Linked DNA regions of Mus musculus: all the other regions are linked to region 2. The links are chromatin contacts, called in public ChIA-PET and Hi-C maps. All regions are on one chromosome and are shown on one strand. The core of a region is the stretch at or near the end of the contact, and the rest is flanking DNA. Distances in the headings are between cores, read along the strand shown. Region 1 overlaps Gm41323 (a long non-coding RNA gene). Region 2 has its middle 66 kb from the start of Gm23267. Region 3 holds the start of Med30 (mediator complex subunit 30).

Region 1 (3,695 bases), core at 503-3,002, 190 kb before region 2:
TCCTTTTACCACATGGGTCTAAGGGACTGACCACAAGTCAGGAGTCTTTCAATGCAGACCTTTACCTGCTGAGTCAGTGCAGCAGCTGTGTTTGAGGAGATCCTAAAAAACCAACTGCACAGTAACAGGGAAATAGTTTTAAAATAAGGACTCCTAAAACAACAACAACAACAACAACAAATTCTAGGTGTCATTTTATAAGAGGGAGAGAAGGCAAGAAAGAGTGATAGCGATAGACCAAGAGGGAGAGGGAGAGGGGGGGAGAGCGAAGAGTTTCTGGAGATTAAACCCAGAGCTTTAGGCAGGCTAGAAAAATTTCATCACGTTGGAGGTAAACCTCAGCCCTAAAAGAACATTTTAATAGATAGCTCAATTACTCTTTGTAACATTACATTGTAGATACAGTATTTCAGTGAGATTTCCGGGTGGTATCATCTGTGCATTTTGACCAAGGAGAGAATAAACAGGAACAACCAGTCCATTGCATGAAGAATTAGTACATTGAAAATGCCAGTGCCTTCGCATACTTATGTAAAGTTACTGTGCCAAGATCCAGCATGCCTGACTTACACAGGTTACCTGTGTATGCTAGTTCTCTGGGAACACAACACTGATCTATAGCATTTTCCTATCGAGATGTTGTTAGCTTTCCCACAGTGCCTGACACATGCTGCTAAGGGGCATCTCTGAAAGAAGATCTAGGAAGACCATAAAGAATCAGCTCCTGAGAGGCTGTGCCAGCTGATAGAGCTCACCACAGGGGAGCCCTCACAAACCAGGCCTAGAAAGAAGTGTAAATACAGGGCTACGGCAGCACTGCATATAAAGGAATTCTATATAATGGAATATATAACAAGTATATGCCAACTGGAAGTTTATACTAAATTTAAGGATAGTGATCTATGACCCCCCCACCCCCCCAAAAATCTAAAATACATGTTTAGCCAGGCTGTGGGGACACAAGTCTTTAATCCTAGCACTTGGAAGGCAGAATCAGGTAGATTTTTGTAAGTTCAAGGCCAGCCTGGTTTACATAGTCAATTCCAAGACTACAGAGAAACCTCTAAAAACCAAACCAACCCAAACCAACCCAAACCAACCCAAACCAACCAACCAAACAAACAAACAAACAAAACAGATAGTGGTCTAAATAGTTAGGCTGGGCCAGAGATTAGATAGAAAACTGTCTTATGTAAATGAGATAAGTTTGCAGATGGAAGTCTTATAGATCTTGTTAAAATGCAATCTTCTTCTTCAGCACACTCTAGGGTATGGCCTGAGAGTCAACGCTGCTAATGTACTTCCTGTGGGGATAAGGGTGTTGGTCTGTGGGCTGCCCTCTCATAACCTCTGACTGCACTCAAAATAAGCCGACCTATTACCATTTTTTTTTTGATCTGCTGTCAAAGCCACAGAATTTAACAGTATAAACCACCATGCAGCTGCACCCAACAAGCATGAGAGGAGGTGGAGGCAGCGTCAGACAGCAGAAGACTGTCCTTCTATCTATCTGAACAACTCAATAATGTTCTGCTATTGGGTGATGAAAGTCCTGGTGGGCTAGGGAAGGTCTTTTTGGCCTAGAAGCAGGAACAAAACACAAAACAGTCAATCAATCAATCAAACAAACAAACAAGCAGTCAACTTGCAGATTATGTGGCTGTGATGGTTTGAATATGCTTGGGTCATGGAAGTAGCAGTATTAGGAGTGTGGCCTTGTTGGAGGAGGTGTGGCCTTGTTGGAGGAAGTGTGCCAATGTAGAGGTGGGCTTTGAGGTTTCCTCCTGTGCTCAAGTTCCACACAGTGTAGAAGAGGGTGTCCTCCTGCCTGCCTTCAGATCAAGATGTAGAACTCTCAGCTCCTTCTCCAGCACCATGTCTGCCTGGATGTTGCCATGCTTCCCACCATGATGATAATGGACTGAACCTCTGCAACTGTAAGCCAGCCCCAATTAAATGTTGTTCTTTAGGAACGTTTCCTTGCTCACAGTGTCTCTTCACAGCAATGGAAACCCTAACAAGGACAGTGGGTGACTTAGACTGTGGGGCAGAAAATCTCACTGGGAAATCTGTTTTACTCCAGATGAGAGAGTCAGTTCCCAGACACACAGCCATTCTTTCCAGGCAGCCCTTGACCCACAGAGTGACTCCTCAGCTCCTCTAAGAACAAAGTACTGAAGTTAAAAACTGTTGGTTACAACTACCACAAGAATAGCTACCCCATTGGTTTTGAGCTAAAATCACCTCCTTTAAGATACAAGACTCAGCCCTGTCAATCGCTAAGTCTGGCGCATGAGCTGGACCTCACTGTCATTGATCTGACTGGTTTGTTGTTGGTTTCTTTTTCCATCACTTGCTCCATTCCTTCTTCCTTCTTGGCAGGACAATCTCCAACAGCAATGCTGAGACATCCATGCAGCCACACTCCCATGGCTTTTGGTGTGGTTTGTGTCTGTCAAATAGTTTGTTTCTTTGGTGGACTTGGATAAAAATTCCTTTCTTAATAAAAAGAGAAACTGCAGCAAAAGAAAATTCTACTCTCTTTTTCCTTCCCTTTAGTTCTAATGGATAAACAAATGATAGTTGGGGCTGCTACAGCCCTCATGGTGTGTGAGACTAGAAGCCTATAGACAAAGAGCCAGCACACTATGGAGACATAAGCGGGAGAATGAGTAGAGCTAAGGTCCTTGATATAAATATTATTGGCGAGCTCTTAACCTAACCCTGTGACCTAGAATTCTAGAATCCTTAAGTGATTTTATCCCCTACAGTTAGGTACCCTTATATCTTATAGGTAGCCTTATACCTTATTGATATACAAGTTACTTAGCCTGTTTGACCCTAAACTTTCTCATCTAATAATTGAGGATAATACCACGCAGGAATGTGAGGAGTAATTAATGATTTGATCTTTATGCTCTATCATACCAGTTCACCTGTATGATGCTCTCCACCCATTTGGCTTATTAGTTACTGTTTGGAGACAGTTTTCTGAGTCCAGCCATCTCAGAAACAAGTTCTACCTTGTTGACAGGGTCAAACCTGAGTTCATGTTCTCAGGTCCTGGAACCCAACTACTATCCTGCTTCTTCAGATGTTTCATGTTTTTCTGCTAACCAGGAAAGGATGTAAAAATGAAAGTTGCTGTTATCTTGTTGTCTAAATTACAAGCACACAAGTCATAAATGCATCGCCTGTCTTGACTTAATTGACCACGTGCTGCTTGCCCACTCCTTTGTTCCTATATCATTATAAATTCTAGGTCAGAGTCCAGGAAGGGACCTGACTGCAAAAGGTGACTCAAGGATCCTGAAACTTGGAGACCTGGATACGTCCCAGTCACCAACTTTAACTTCCCTGCTTAATGCCTTGTGTTGAAATATGATTGGTCAAGGCAACAGCCCTCCCTCCTCCCCCTTGCTTTGTGTTGTCATCCCATAAAATTGTTGTACAATCTCCCTTTGGGGAGTCAGTTCAGATTCCAAACTGGCACCCTTTCGAATGTGCAGAAAATAAAGCTTTCATTTTTAAACTTCTGTCTCTGAAGTGAGTTTTCTCAGCTTCTACCCCAAATGCAAAAGTTACAAGTATAGAAATCTTTTGAGTAACGTGAAGATTGCTAGATGGTTGATGATTTGATGAACCTTCTATTAGAGGAAATTAACACACATAGCACGGTGCCTGGTTTCATTGAG
Region 2 (3,584 bases), core at 686-3,185:
TCATTACTCACTGCAGCTTCTCACCTTCTCACTTTGTCTCTTTCTGGGATAATACAGTGTCCCTGGTATACTTGGGCATCTTCAATAGCTAATTTTACCTTTAGATTCTTTCTCAGTATGCTTTTGTCCAGGAAATTTTCTCATGACTTAATGCAAGCTGGTCTCTCAGAAATTTTTGTGTAAAACCACACCAAAATGTGCACATTTCCATTACTGTGCTCGGTATGCTTTTCTGCTTGTGAAGATATGTCCACCTGCGTCCACAGATGGCTTCATTGTGACCGCTTCATCCCAGCATGTTTTAGGGTAATTCTAACCTGAGATTTAGGAAATGCTCATCAGTGGAAGGACTAGTGAGATAATTAAAGCAAAGCAAATGCTTTGGAGTTGTCTGCACTTTGAATGGTCCCAACCAGTAGGGAAATGGCATTCATGGTGTTTTGTTTTGTTATGGTTTGAACTCCTTCTTCTCTAGAAAATAGTTTTATAAGTTTGTAACACTGGTCATAACATAGGGTTATTGGAGACTAATTAGTAAACAGACTTGCCAATGGTGCCAGTAAGTGGAAAGCATACTGTCAGATGATCTTTCTTTTCTTAACTCCACCTATGTGATATTTAGGACAAATATGAATATATCAGCATTATGTAAAGCCCACTAGTAATGGCCAATACCTTCTCAAGATCACAGGATTGTGTTCATGTATATGGAGAGTAGTACTTAAGTACAGCTCAAGTCCTTTGTATGATCTTTAATTGTGTTAGAGAAGAGTGTGTGGAAGTGAAGGAGTAAATACTTAATGGAAAATTATTATAAGATTTGAAATCTTAAAGCCTCTTCTTCTTCTCTAGAGAGATGGAAGACTATAAGAATCACTAAAACATATATTTTGGACTAGAAGAGACTGTGGGATCATTTAACCTCATCTGATAAATACTGATTTGCCCATAATTCTAGTAGCAGAATGAAAGGTAACAAAATTCACAATCACCCCTTCCCCACTTCTCTTCCCTCTTTTCCTGTTAAAGTCGCTACAATAGTAGTCTCACTCAGATGTCCTATAACATATTTTGCTTAGCTAAGGGGTCCTTGGTTGCAATTTAGAAATCTCTTGATTACTCTACATTGCCATGGTATTACAGGTGTTATTATCATGTATCACATGATATTACATTCATCTCTCAACCTATCTCTCAAAGCCTAACAATAATATATATAACAATAATATATATGCATATTTTTTCTCCCCCCCCCACATAGAAAAGGTTGTAAAATGTGAAAAGTAGGTAGGAGCCTGCCCAGCCAGGCTTTGCTATGATGTTAATCAATTATCCATCAGGGAACAATTTTCTTTTCCAAATTCTTCATTGGGAAAAACAATTAGCAGTGGATTTGGAGCCCCTTTCAATAATCTACAAATTCAAAAGCTTTTCAATGTAGATGATAAAGGGATGGTTCTATTTTCTCTGATAGCAGAACAATCATTCACAATCCTGGTCTTACTATATCCAAAGGTGTCTTTGACCATACAGTATTTTCAAGAAACTTAAAAAAAAAACAAAACTGAAATTGAAACAATAAATCTCTGCCAAATCTTCAGATGGTCCAGAAAGAGTATCTTATAAAACAAAGCAACAAAGGGAGTGCCCAAGAAGGTGGGAATTGTTGACCCCAAGAGAAGATGAAAATCCCTCCAGCATTACCCATGTATTTGAGATCTCACAAATTTTAGGAGAAAAAAAATCAACCAGAATAGTCAAAACAAGAAGTAACATCTAGCACGTCAGGGCCCTGCACAGCATATCTGACAGTTTGAACACCAGCTAAAGTTTTTTATAACACCAAATTTATCATGCACAGGCTTCAGATCTGTCACCAGAAGCAGGGTGATGTCAGTGAGAAAATCTGGTGTTGTTTCATTTTCGCAGGTTTTTTAGGATATGAAACTGAGCTGTGGGTTGAGAGTGTCACCACAAAGAGGGGGTAATAATTAGCAATCAGTGAAACAAGGCCTGCTGTGAGGTTAAGAATAAAAATCATGCTTATTAACAAGCAAGTCTGCCATAGGGAGGAGGAAGTGGGACACACATGCTGTGCAACACTCGGGGGCTCTGGTGTTTAGAAACTTTGCGATTCTGTTTTCTGGGCCATGCATGTGGTATTTCATGAGCAGCGCCAATCTCGCACTTCAAGGGAATGCCAGTGGAATGCTGGGAAATCTGTAGTGACGTGGCACTTGTGTCTTCTCCGTCACTAACATGGCCTCTCACGTTTAAATATTGAATTGAGAAATCTGAGAGCTCAGTTGTATTAAGAAGCTTTTGAAATCTTTAAAGCAGCATTAAAATTTCGAGGGTTTTTAAAATTAGTTTGTGCCTGGTCTCTGGCCCATGTTGAAGGGTGATATTATTCTCTATTCAGTATCTTCTGCCAGCTTAGTATGTAATTGTCTTAGAATGGCTGCATGTCTATTAGTTTGGAGAATCCTGAGTTGAAAATTTTGTGGTACATACTGTAGCAGCAGTTAACCCTGGGGAAGAAATTGCTAGTAGCCTTTTGAAATCAAGTTGCTCCTTTTCATTAGTAATGACATACTGGTTTTATTTGGATGACAATGATCCATGGTTGGGAAAACTTATTTATTGTGGCTTTCATTTGGTGCTCTGTAGCCATGAAATTGGTTCTTTATCTTGATGTGCTAAAAAAGAAAGTTACAGGAAGGTAGACTAAGTCTCAAAATGGCATGAAGTCACAGACAAGTCTGCCCCTTTAATGCAACCTCTCCCTGCACCTGGCATATGCTTCTGATGGCTTTTGCTCTCCCCAGTTGACTTGATTGATGTAGTGATTGGTGTAATGTATTAAAACTTGCCAGAACCATGGGGTATCCAGATATTGACAAGATGTTATTCCCAGTACACCTGCAAAGGTGTTTTGGGATGAGAGGAAAGCTGATGTTGGTAGATTGAGTAAAGCAGAATCCTTTCCCCCATGTAGGTTACCCTCAAGTAACCTAGAAGGAACAGAACAAAGGAGATGATGTTTTAGAGTGAAAGCGAATTCCTTACTTCTGCCTTTCTGAGCAGGCCTATGATTATCAGAGTGCCTCTGGACTCAAACCAAGACATCAGCTCTTTTTGTGTCTGAAGTCCTGTGGGCTTTAGACTCATACTTACTTTTGGCTGTTTTTGGCTTGCTACATACAGAATTTGTGACTTCGTGGCCTCTATAACCCTTTGAGCCAATTGTCCCTCCATTACCCCTTTCTGTTTCTAGGAAAGAATTTTGTTAATCAAGCCAAATAAGTAACTTTAAAGGTAGAAACATGTTCAAGGATACTGATAGGAAAAGAGCAGGAGACTGGGTTTGGAACATTCATAGAATGATTATGCAAGTCCAAGATTGATAAAAATCTTACTTTCCAAGTTATGCAAGAAAATAAATAACTTGCATAAGTACTTTTAGTTCTGCTCTGTGTTACTGCCAACCCAATGCAATTCTTAATTAATATACCCCTATGCTACACAAACACAGCAAAAGCCAGAAAGAGAATTTATGCTTCTTTGTTTTACCCTTAGTGATA
Region 3 (3,800 bases), core at 109-2,608, 150 kb before region 2:
AAGGACCCTCAGAGATGGAGATTCAAATAGATCAGACACATTAAAAAAATTACACACACACACACACACACACATACATACATAATTCAGCTATTCCACTCTGAAATCAACTGAAACACATTCCCATACAAAAAAATCCATTAAAAAATTTTTGTCATTATTTACAAATTCGTTCATACAGATGAACGAATGCAAAGGCTGCCACGTAGTCACTCAACAAATTAGCAAGAGAAAAAAATAACATAAGTATATGCTGAAAGAACCTGGACCAATAGAGCTCACATGCTATGTGATTCTTATCACATACAACTGGAAAAACACTAACACTGGCTCCCTGGGGATGGAGGCAAACATGCCACGGGATGCAAGGAAACTTCTTGGATAACACTTGTTTTCACTCTTGCAACTATGATAAGGTCACAAGTATATTCCTAAACATATGCCATAACTTTACATTTGCACAGCTTACTGTAGTCTAGTTAAGTCTAGAAAGGGGTTACACTATTGTCTGAATTCTTCAGCTTCGGGGCATCTCCTTCAGGAGAAATTTTGCTCTAAAATTTTTAAAGTAATTTTAAAAAGCAAGTACAGCGTGATCCATTTGAACTTTGAAAAGCACGATGGGGTTGGGGGACAGATATGCTTGTGACACTTCTAGCGGTAATGAGCATAGCTAGTATAGGAGTCGCCTGGGGTGGGGGAGAGACGCATGCTGGGTAACAGTTCTGGGGAAAATAGGGGTGACCATGTCTGGAATCGCTCATGTCAGATGGCAGACTCATGCTGGGGACATTGGCATAACGGGGTGTCCACCCGTCGTAACCCTGAGCAAGAGATAGATGCACGGTGGGGACTTTGGGTATAAGGGGGTGTGTCCATGCCTGAGGGTTTTCCAGGGCGTGAGACAGACACATACTGGGAACCAAGGGTGTAAAGCAGGATGGCCAGCCTGAGGTCTTCCAGGTATGGGGTAAGGAGGAGGTGGGACCTCCACACCTGCGGCCTCTCAGGGCAAGGGGATACACGCTGAGGACCTGGGGTGTAGAGGCGACCCGGCCACCCTGAGGTCGCCCGCGGAGGCCCGCTTTCACCAGCTCTGTCACCCCAGGCGCCCACCTGCATGTTCCTGAGCAGCTGGAAGATCTCCATGGTGCGGTACACGATGTCCTGCACGGTCTCCTGCCCGATGCGGCACAGCGTGGCCGTGTTGACCTCGCGCGCGGCCTGCTGAGCCTGCGGGCCGCCGAAGGGCCCGGACGCCATGCCCGTGGGCGCCAGCGGAGGGGTGGACATGGCACCCCCGGCGGCTCGGGTCCGGCGCGAGCCCACTCGGCCGATTTCAAAAAAGCGGCGCCACTTCCGCCCGCCGCGATGCAAGCGCTGTACCGGAAGACTGGCGCCTCGCGGAGCCTGACGCGATTGGGCTCCGCAGTTGGGAACGGTAAGACAGACAGGAAATTACCCAATCAGAAGTAGAGTTCTGCCCAGGGGGCGGTACCAGTGATAGATGGGGTGGGCTTTCCCAGAGTTCTGTCTGTGCCCTAAGTTGTGTGTCTGGCTGGTTCTCTGCTTCTGTTGGGTTCTTGCAGAGCATTCTTTCTCATAACAAACCTATGAGACATGTCTAATTACAGATAGGATGCAGGTTCAGAGGGCTTGAACTAGTTGTTGCACTGGCAATCTTCTGTTCAAAGTCAGAAAACATGATTTCTGTTCTTGTACGCTTCTGGGTAACAAGAAACCCACCACCAGGATTGCTTTTGTTCCCTGTTTGAGTATTTTCCAAGTTCCTCTAAGTAATACACCTGTAGACATGCACTACTTTCTGATTGTGAAACTCCAGTAATAATCCCTCCCCAATGTACATCTGAAATTGCAGCCCCAGATACTTCTCTGCATTTCCCATACATGTCTACAAAATATTAATATGTAAATTAGACACAGTAAGACATTAATGGTAATGTAAATATAGCAATATATTACAGTTACTCCTAACTTGACTGTGCTAACTATTCCTAACTATGCTGTGCCCAGGATAGAAATAGCATAGTAAAAAGTTCAGTAGAAGCTGCCCTCATAGAGAATAAACATTAATTACTGTGATGACTGTGTTAGGATGAGAGCCCAAGGTCCTGACGTCAGGGTGCTCTTTAGTGGACCTTGTACAAGATGAAGGGAGTAAATCTGGGTCTTAAAAATAGATGAAAATGGAGCACTAATTACACCCAAATTGTAGCTTTGGAGACCCAGAAGCCATCACCAACACTTGAGGGAATGCTTTTATTATGGTGAGTATTGGGAAATATGATAGAAGACAGGTAAACAATGGAGGATCTAAAACCATGTAAGGACACTCTGACTGAGCGACAAAGCACATCATAGAAGTGTTTCAAGGAGACAGATCTAAACGTGAAATCTTCAGGACAGATTTAACTGGCTGTTCAGTGGAGAGAGGCTGGTGAATGGTGAGTGCTGCTTCCCTCCTCTTGAAGTTATTGATGCAGATGATCTGAATTAGTGAAGGACTCAGTGGGCGACTTGTTAGCGAAAATCTACAGAACCTGATGTTGTTATAGATGGGTGCATCTGGAGAAGAAGGAATAAAGAGAGCACCTACTTGTGACCTGAATAAATGGTGGAGCTTCTGCCATATCCAAAGAGAGGGAAGAAAAATCAAATTTCAAAGAAGCAGTTCATTCTGTTGTTTTCCTAATGCCTTGATAAAGCATTACCCCAAACTAACATTTTTAGAGCTCAGACACCCAAACCAACTTCAAGGTGGTGGCATGGCTGTGTTCTTTTCTAAACTACCAGGGACTTTCCAATATCTTGTCTTTTCCAGTTTCTAAGGGCTACATGCATTCTGGGTCTTACAGTTCCTTATTAGCTCAAAATGGATTTCTACCATATTTGAGGTCACCATACATTGCTACAAAAAGAGGAATTAGTCTTTGACCAACATTTATGAGAATGGAAAAAAATAGATCAAAACCATTTCCCCCTCAAGGTTCTCTTACAGTGAGTGCTACCTCTGCTTTTTTTCTGCTTCTCCCTTCTCCAGTCAAGGATCTTATGTTTGTGTTAAAATGACCCAAATAATTCAGGCTACCTTCTGATTTTAAGGTTAGATGTCCTGCAACTTCAGTTCTATTTACTACTTTAATCTCCAGCCTCCTTGTCATGTAATACATATTCACAGCTTCAGAGGATTGGGAGGTAAAAATTTTGGGGAAAGTGGCTGTGGTGGTTTGAATATGCTAGGCCCATAGGAAGAGGCACTATTAGGTGTGGCTTTGTTGGAGTAGGCGTGGCCTTGCTAGAGAAAATGAGGCACTATGAGCTTTGAAGTCCTATGCTCAAGCTCCATCTTTCATGGAAGAAAGCCTCCTCCTGGCTTCTTGTAGAAGACAGTCTTCTTCTGGCTGTCTTTGGATCAACTTTGTCTTTGGATCCTTCTCCAACTCTATGTCTGCCTATATGCTGCCTTGCTTCCTACTATTGTTACTACCTGCCGCCATTCCAAACTAGTGGTTTCAGAGGGATAAAAGCAGATAGGGGTGGTGGCTGGAGCACCAAGCTGAGAGTTCCCATCTTAAACCACAAACAAGGCACACACACACACACACACACACACACACACACACACAGAGAGAGAGAGAGAGAGAGAGAATAGCAACTAGAAATGGCATGAGTCAAATTCTCAAAGCCCACCTTTAATGAGACACTTTCAACAATAAGACCTCACTGCCTAAGTGTCCCCTAAACAAGTATCACCACTGTCCAAATTCCAAAATATGGGG

The links. A called contact is a pair of places that touch in the nucleus more often than the background predicts. ChIA-PET counts read pairs in DNA pulled down with a chosen protein or histone mark.
Region 1: a contact with region 2 is called in an RNA polymerase II ChIA-PET map of effector CD8 T cells, with 29 read pairs. The contact joins two enhancer-like sites. A contact is called at or near these places in 1 of 484 Hi-C or Micro-C datasets (pre-B cells) and 3 of 115 datasets of contacts at active chromatin or transcription factors (CD8 T cells, effector CD8 T cells and memory CD8 T cells).
Region 3: a contact with region 2 is called in a Hi-C map of pre-pro-B cells, with 2.2 times the contacts expected there. The contact joins the promoter of Med30 here to the enhancer-like site in region 2. A contact is called at or near these places in 1 of 39 promoter capture datasets (pre-B cells), 4 of 484 Hi-C or Micro-C datasets (bone marrow-derived dendritic cells, conventional dendritic cells, conventional type 1 dendritic cells and 1 more) and 3 of 115 datasets of contacts at active chromatin or transcription factors (effector CD8 T cells, embryonic stem cells and memory CD8 T cells).

Annotation. Positions count from the first base shown.
Region 1 is chr15:52,751,543-52,755,237 of GRCm38.p6, reverse strand. All of the region lies in intron 3 of Gm41323 (a long non-coding RNA gene), which reads left to right. Among named protein-coding and RNA genes, the nearest start is that of Gm34794, 33 kb to the left of the region's middle. Within about 2 kb of position 1,752, at least 56 of the 459 cell types and tissues checked have an H3K27ac peak or open chromatin away from gene starts, as enhancers often do. A contact at or near this core is called in effector CD8 T cells and memory CD8 T cells, where this site is marked.
Region 2 is chr15:52,564,067-52,567,650 of GRCm38.p6, reverse strand. No RefSeq gene overlaps it. Among named protein-coding and RNA genes, the nearest start is that of Gm23267, 66 kb to the right of the region's middle. Within about 2 kb of position 1,935, at least 35 of the 459 cell types and tissues checked have an H3K27ac peak or open chromatin away from gene starts, as enhancers often do. A contact at or near this core is called in effector CD8 T cells, memory CD8 T cells and pre-pro-B cells, where this site is marked.
Region 3 is chr15:52,710,003-52,713,802 of GRCm38.p6, reverse strand. It overlaps Med30 (mediator complex subunit 30), which reads right to left and starts at 1,358. Exons shown (of 4, transcript NM_027212.2): 1 at 1,117-1,358. The coding sequence starts at 1,293.